Regions from separate parts of the Danio rerio genome. Here regions 1 and 2 are each linked to region 3. Evidence: chromatin contacts called from public Hi-C data. All regions are on one chromosome and are shown on one strand. The core of a region is the stretch at or near the end of the contact, and the rest is flanking DNA. Distances in the headings are between cores, read along the strand shown. Region 1 overlaps dapk1 (death-associated protein kinase 1). Region 2 has its middle 24 kb from the start of dapk1. Region 3 has its middle 30 kb from the start of tars1.

What was found. A called contact is a pair of places that touch in the nucleus more often than the background predicts.
Region 1: a contact with region 3 is called in a Hi-C map of embryo, with 2.4 times the contacts expected there. The contact joins two enhancer-like sites. A contact is called at or near these places in 4 of 18 Hi-C or Micro-C datasets (caudal fin, embryo, hematopoietic stem cells and 1 more).
Region 2: a Hi-C map of embryo shows a contact between it and region 3, with 4 times the contacts expected there. The contact joins two enhancer-like sites. A contact is called at or near these places in 8 of 18 Hi-C or Micro-C datasets (caudal fin, embryo, hematopoietic stem cells and 1 more) and 1 of 4 datasets of contacts at active chromatin or transcription factors (caudal fin).

The regions. Positions count from the first base shown.
Region 1 is chr5:45,645,532-45,648,231 of GRCz12tu, reverse strand. The region is part of intron 17 of dapk1 (death-associated protein kinase 1); the gene reads right to left. Among named protein-coding and RNA genes, the nearest start is that of ctsla, 42 kb to the left of the region's middle. Within about 2 kb of position 1,446, at least 7 of the 62 cell types and tissues checked have an H3K27ac peak or open chromatin away from gene starts, as enhancers often do.
Region 2 is chr5:45,509,587-45,512,343 of GRCz12tu, reverse strand. No RefSeq gene overlaps it. Among named protein-coding and RNA genes, the nearest start is that of dapk1, 24 kb to the left of the region's middle. Within about 2 kb of position 1,258, at least 8 of the 62 cell types and tissues checked have an H3K27ac peak or open chromatin away from gene starts, as enhancers often do.
Region 3 is chr5:45,246,680-45,249,379 of GRCz12tu, reverse strand. No RefSeq gene overlaps it. Among named protein-coding and RNA genes, the nearest start is that of tars1, 30 kb to the right of the region's middle. Within about 2 kb of position 1,324, at least 15 of the 62 cell types and tissues checked have an H3K27ac peak or open chromatin away from gene starts, as enhancers often do.

The sequences.
Region 1 (2,700 bases), core at 197-2,696, 400 kb before region 3:
GTGCACGCACACACATACACGCCCACACATAAACACATAAACACATGTAAAAAAGAGACACATACTGTACCCACACACATACATGTGCATTTATACAGAGAGAGAGACACAGATTCTAAAATGTTGATTGTTAAATATAGCTTATTTTGATAATTTTTTCTCAATTTTATTTTTATAATAATAATAATAATTATTATAATTATTATTATTTTCATTTTTGTATGTTTTTTTTTCTATTACTACTAGTATTTACTGTGTTTACTACGTTTTTATATCTGTATGTTCTTTTTTATGTAAAATTTATAAATGTTTTGGCAATACATTTGTCATGCCAAAAAAGTAATTATTGAATTAAACTGACAGAGACAGAGCTTTGTTTTTTTGTGAATTGTGAGGACACTCCAATGGTTTACATGGTTGTTTATACTGTACAAACTGTATTTTCTATGGCTCTAAGCCAACTCTACCCCTTACAGGCAACAGTGTCAGTTTTACTTTCTGAAAAAAAAAAATGATAATAATAATAATTCTGTATCATTTAAGTCTTCTAAAAATTTTGGGTCACTGGTTGGTCCCGGCATTTCTAATAAACAGTTGGCATTTCTGTTTGGAGTTTGCATGTTCTCCTTATGTTTGTGTGGGTTTCCTACGGGTGCTCCGGTTTCCCCCACAGTCCAAAGACATGCGCTATAGGTAAATCAAATAAATTAAATTGGCCGTAGTGTGTGTGAATGAGTGTTTATGGATGTTTCCCAGTACTGGCTTGCAGCTAGTGGGGAATCCACTGTGTAAAACATATGCTGGATAAATAAATGGTTTATTCCATTGTGGCGACCCCTGATAAATAAAGGGACTAAGCCAAAGAAAAATGAATGAATGAACACCAGCAATATTTCATAATTCGCCCAGTTCATTATACACATGTGTGTCCTGATGTTACAAAAAATGAATGCACGCACACACACGCACCCTGATGCACGCACACACACTCCATCAACCTCAGTGTTAATCACCAAATTAATAATCCTGATAAAGTGGAAGGCCTGAAAGCTTTGCATTATGATATGGCACTAATGTCCAAAACCCCAGATGTCATTAATACCCGGCGACCCCCCTAGAAATAAGTGTACTCATTTAAGTCGGTTAATAAGGACCAACCAATCTCCATTTTTAATCGTTTTGTGCTCTAGCTATAGAGATTTGGTATGATATAATGCAGTTAACACACCAAATGCACCTCACCTTAGCGGTTCATTTTGCACTGCAAATATTTCCGTCTTAATGTGGAAACAACAAAAGTAAATGAACATGCAAAAATATCCATTAATTTCATTAAAACCAAATTGATGCACACAAGAATGTCCCATGAGGCTTTGATAGCAGAACGCAAATGTGTGATTGTGAAATCAGCATCATGAAGACACCAGCTGGGGCAAAGGGAACAAGAGCAAATAAAGTATATCCCAGAGAAAGGTCATGTGTAGAAACACACATACACACACACACACACACACACACACACATAAACACACACAAACTACACTGAAAAAAAAACAAAAAAACAATTTTTAATCTCAGCAGCACACAAACCTCAGGGCAGTCTTGGGTTTAAAAAAAAAAAAAAAAAAAAAAAAAAAAATATATATATATATATATATATATATATATATATATATATATATATATATATATATATATATATATATATATATATATATATATATATATATATCTGTTTACTCAAAACCCACCACAGCCCTCCACCAAACCCATTAAAGATTTAACACCTCAGGATACATGTACACAATCACACACACACACAACACCTGGGGCCACAAGCACAAGCAAACCACACAAGCAGAAACAGCTGTGTTCCTCCTCAAACCGATGGGGACAAATTAAGTAGCCTCCCTCTGAAAAGCAGCCCACGCAGAGCAGAGCCACACGGCACGGCAGAGGTGTTAAAACACCCGGCGAAAAGCTATAGTAATGCGAGCGTTTCGTGCACTGTAATTACTCTTATCTAACGTCGCTTGATGAAGCGCACGCTTTCCTGCCAATTAGACTTTATGAGATATGACTACAAATTCTCCCGTACAAAACAACCCATTTTCTTTTTCACTGTTTTTGTGTGTCTCATATGTCCCTATGAGGATGTGTTTGCATTCAGTTACTGATTGCGTTTGTCTCTCTAAAGATTAAAGATGACTGAAAATCTCAAGGCTGAAAGGAGCGTCATCATGTGAGGGAACCAAATCTAGTTTCCGTCAGACACTCTGATTTCTTTCATATTTTTCATTGAAGAAAAAGTGAGATTGATGCTGGGAGTGGGTTTTGTTGCTACACAGCTGTTAGCATGTTCTGGGTGGTTGCCAGGGTGTTGCTAGGGTGTTCTGGAAAGTACTGATATGATTGGTTAGTGGCTAAAGTCAAAATAGGCTTTATATTTTGATATTCACTCCACTTTATAGTCAACTAATTAAAACTCTTATGTCTGATATCTTTATACGTTTGGTTCAGTAGAATTTTTGAAAATTTAATTATTTAATTTAGCAAAAATGCAACAAATTAATCAGAATGGACAACAAAGGTGTCATGAAATACCTCTATTTCAAATAAATGTTGATCATTTGCTAATTTTCTATTTATCAAAGAATGCTGAAATAAGTATGTCAGAGTTTCCACAAAAATAATAAGTAA
Region 2 (2,757 bases), core at 9-2,508, 260 kb before region 3:
TCTAATCTAATCTAATATTTGACCCCAATTTTGTAAGTTATGACTTGTTAGATCTTCTAGTCCTCACTTTAAATCAGTCACAGGCAAACAGAAAGGGAGCACTTGCACAACAGAGATTATGTATGTGCATGTAAATGGCACAGGCATATCTAATAGCTCATCGTAACATGGGTCTGCTGTCTCTTTGGAAATATTTTGAAGCAAATTTTTAGGTAAGGTAAACCCCATTGGCTTTTGGTGAAGCATATGTTGGCCTCCTCAAGGTTGCACAGAGAAATAGAGGCTCCCGCAACTGTCACTGAGTTGATTACTACTAATGTTCGAGGAAAGCAATCTATATTCAATAGAATAACTTGACATGCATACCTGTGAAGAAAAATGGCTGGATTTTGTGCATTAAATTATTTAATGAAATGCTTTCTAGCTAATCAGAGTTAAGAATTTCAACAGATCATAGAATAACTACACAGTAATCAACATTTAAAAAGAAGTTTTCCAAAATTGTACTAAGACAAAAATGGATGTTGATCAATTGTTTTAGAAAAGCTTTATAAAGTTTTTTGATCCATTTAAAATGTTGACTACATTAGGAGTCAGCATAGCCCTTATTTTGTTGGATCGAAAAAGGGTATTTAGATATTATTTGGTAAATGTAACAAATAATTGTGTCCGATCTCTCCTCAGTTGTTACAATGATGTTTCTGAAATGTTGGCTTAGTGAAGTTCAAAACAAAGTCAGATTATGCTAGGGTGTGCAGTGCAGTTCCTTCAGAGATATGGGAACAAAATCAGATGATTTGTCTTGTGAGAGTGTTTTCCTACTAAATTCAACTACACACCCCTCAGGCGAGGCCTCAAGGCTGATGTTTTACCGCTCCAGAATGAAAAATACCACCATGAGGGACTAGTGGTCAATATGTTTCCACACACTACTTATCTGCTCTTGTTCCAGTTACTTCAAAATGAACCTGACCAGCCTTAAGAACCTTTATTAGTGCTTGTTGTACTCATTTTGCACATTTCACAACTAAATGTGTTAATAAAGGGACCCTTTTTTGTAACACTGTTACTCATTTTCTTCCACTTTTCTTTCCCTCATGTTTTTTTTTCTTACAAACTGGAAAACTTTCTAAGTTATTCTGATCTAATTCCCATTGTCAGGCCTTAAAATGGAATCTGTGGGCCCCTCAAAAGGGTCATGTTCACCCAGCCTGGGGACTTTTTGCTCTGTTCTTTCTGTTCATTCTCCCTCTGGCTCTGGGCAGCTGTGTTTCCTCCCAGTGGGGCTGCTATTCCTCATCAACCAGTGCACCAATCGCAGTAATGGGCCTTAAGCACTGCCTAATTGTTGGTCTAATTGAGGTCTCATGTGCGTTTGGGTGCATGAGCTTCCAAAACCTGTATGAAGAAAAACATTGGAGTAAGTGCTTCAAGAATTAAAAAGAAAAAAAAAGTGTGGGTACAGGAAAATTGCAAATTAAAGACATACATGTGTACAAGCATGCATTGGTGCTAAAGAACTGTTTGTAAGCTTTAGTAACACGGAAAGAGTATTGAGCTACTGCATTTTAAACTGGTTTTCGTGGGAGTTTTTTGTGATTGAAATGCACACCAATACAACCAAAGTTACTCTGAACTTTAATTTTAGTACAGCTTAGTCAGGGTTGTGTCATTTAGATTTTTGTTTTAGTGAAAACAAGGCTGGAAAGTGTGAAGAGTGACCATTAGAAATAAGAGCATACTCATTTCCTCTCCATATGCTCCAGACACTTTATTATTAATAAACTGTTTGTTGTTGAGGTTGACCTCTGTTTTGATTAGTATTTAGACTCTTCTTACATCTTTAAATTGCTGAAATATCAGCCACTAGAATCACTGTACATTCAATGCTCTAATCTTTAGTCTAAGCAAAAAATACTTGCAAAATTCTATTCAGCTTCTGCCATTATAGGGAGCATGAAATATGGAGATGGAGATGTTTTGTCTATCTTTAAGTTTTAAAATGTTAAATGTCAAAAATGTACATAAACTGTAAGAAAATTTTTGATGCTCTTGAAATGCTCTTGAATTTTTGTCACTTGCCATTGTTTGGATTTTGAATGTTTTGCTTATTCATGTGAATCCAAATAAAAACATAAATGTTTGTGTGTGTATGTGCATGCATGCTTGTATGTCTTTGTATTTATGTGCATGTATGTAAAAAAAACAACAACCAGACAAGTAAAAAACAAACAACAAAAACTGCTAAACTAACTAACTGCTCTCTGTTGATTTGAAGTGTTTCCTTTATCCTCACTTGTAAATCACTTTAGATAAAATCATCTACTAAATAAAATAACCTGGCACTGCAAATCCTATGAGTATACCTCACAGCCTTGTTTTATTCTGTTAAATTCCATGTGGTGTTTAAAAAAAAAAATAATAAAAATATATATAAAAATGAATAATAGAAACCATTAAAAAAATTCCAATGATTTGTAATACAAGTATAAACATTACAAACCAGCAAATGTTGCCAGGTTTGCCGATTTCCCACAGAATTTCCCCACTTCTGTTTAAAGATTTGACATATTGCATAAATTGTATTTGACTGAAAGTGTACTGAAACATTATACATTCAGTGAATGATAAAACTGCAGAGAACTTGTGCTCATTTAAGAAAACAATCTGTTCATGACTGCTCTTAATTATTTTAAAGTTCAAATAAAGCATGTCAAGTTATTCTATTGAATAGATATTCTACTGCCAGCTGGACTT
Region 3 (2,700 bases), core at 75-2,574:
TCACCGATAAACTTTCCAGATGTGCCAGAATGTCAAATGTGCATAAGCAGAAGCGTGTAATTTTGTGACATGACGATATTAAAGATGGCAGTTTGGTTTCTTGAGCAAAAACTTCACGGGCAGCTCACCATAATTTAAGGTTTTACTCACATTCAGCCATTTAAGTGGAGAAATGTAGGATAAAATAAATAAAATATTTAAAGATATAAACAAAGACTGGAAGACCAAAAATAAAAGTATTACTAATAAACACTTGACTGACATTTCATAACAAACGGGACATTCTGACAATGTTCCCTATTCATTTTGAGAAACTACTGTAGAAATAAATAAATAAATAAATATATATATATATATATATATATATATATATATATATATATATATATATATATATATATATATATATATATATATATATACACATACATACATACATACATACATACATACATACATACATACATACATACATACACACACACACACACACACACATATATATATATATATATATATATATATATATATATATATATATATATATATATATATATATGTGTGTGTGTGTGTGTGTATATATACATATATACATGTATATATATATATATATATATATATATATATATATATATATATATATATATATATATATATATATATATATATATATATATATATATATATAGGGACTTAATATATATGGGGACTTAAGCTTTAGATTTTTTGAATTATAGCTGCATTGCAAACCTTTAAATTTGTAAAAACAATGTAGTTAATCGATCTGCACTGGGAACTCAGGATGGACTTGTGTGAAACCCAGCATTTTTTAACAATGCAAAAACAATTTTTACAGTGCAAGTGCTGTCCTAACAAACCCTACATCAGTCAAAGGAAAGACTATGGATTCACTGTGTGGTGTAGGCCTATCAAAAATGTTTCAGTCATTTCCAAAAATTTTCAGTCATGACTGGTCTTGTGGTCCTGGGTCACATTTATGTGTCACTCAACCAAATTTAAATGTTTCGAATTGGTGAAATGAACAAAAACAAATCTAATAAATACTGTAAAAACACATTCTTACATTATATTATATACTTATGTAGCATAAATATTTTAAGATCAATTACCCATCTACTGTTGTGAGAGTAGGTTATTTAGTTTTATTTGTTTAGTATCAGCATTTCTCTAAAGTATCTGCTAGTATTTTCTCTCTCTCTCCAGAGGTTGGCTGATGAGCCGTGACTGTTCATGTGTGCTCGAGAGTCTTGATCCAGAACAGCGAGCTCATGCAGCCTCATTGTCCTCCTACAAGGGGTTTGTGTGCGCAGAAGAAGCTCAGTTTGTTTAGCTCAATGGAGCATTTTAACCCGCATGGCCAGATGCCCGGCCCAACATATGGTGAGAATCCACTCAGAGAAGATTGAAAATTCATGGAGCACTCACCGACTCTCTGGTATATATCACACGAGGCCAGAGGTCAATCGGAAAAAAGATTAGACTTTGGTTTGTCGGTCAGTCTTTCTGATTTTTATTTTTCTGTAGTTAAATGAGTAATCTTGGAGAGCAGCACCACCGTGTGGGCATCAGATGAATAACAATTTTAAAAAAAACTACTGCACTCATAAAGCTCAAAAACAGTCAAGCCTATTCGATCTATAAAGAAATATGAAAAAATAATTCATGCTTTTATTACTTCTAGGTTGGACTACTATAACTCAATATATTTCGGGATTAGTCAGACAGCTCTATCCCGTTTACAATTAGTTCAAAATGCTGCTGCAAGGCGTTTAACTGGTATCAAAAAACATGACTATATCACACAGTCTTACACTCTTTGCACCGGTTGCCTGTGTCACTTTTAAAATTCCTCTCTTGGTTTTTAAATCACAAAATGGCTTGGCACCTTCTTATCTGTAATATCTGTTGACTGAACATTAGCCTCTTCGATCATCAAATGTATCCCCATCAAATGTAATGCTCTGCCCCTCTGTATTAGATCTATATCATCTCTGTCTGTTTTTAAATTTAGGTTGAAAACAAGGGTGGACTTAGTGATTTCAGGGCCCTAAGCAATTCCAGATATGGAGCCCCAGCGTTGAAACTCAAAACATCTTCTTTTTCTATAGATATTTTTTCTCTCTTGATTCAGTTTTTTTTTTTTTTTTTTTTATAAGTGAAACCTTCTTAATGTAAAATGGAATACAATAAATTCACAAATTAAAAACAAGTTTACAAACTACAGTTAGTTAACCGTACTGGTGGTTAGATATTTATATTTGCATGTTTAGTATAGAAGGAACGTTCCACTATCCATTGTGGTCCACGGTTTATAAAAGAAGTAACAACGTTAAAATCCTAATGATTATAGGCAGATTTTAGAATGATATAAAACATTTAAAAGACCTCGTCATCGGTGGGGGCCCCCAATTTCCCTGGAGCCCTAAGGCTGCTCACCTTGCTTATTGGTAAAGTCCGCCCCTGGCTAACAACGTACCTTTTTGATTTGGCATTTTATCAGTGAGAATTGTGTGTTTTAGTTGAAATTGTATAGTCTTCCTCTTTGTTATTTGTAATGTGCACCACAATGGTCAACCTTTTCTTGTGTTTAATAGTGCTATATAAACAAAATTGACATTGACAGTGACAAAGCTGTGTTGCTTGGAAACAACTATATTTTGTTAACAGATTACAGAAATG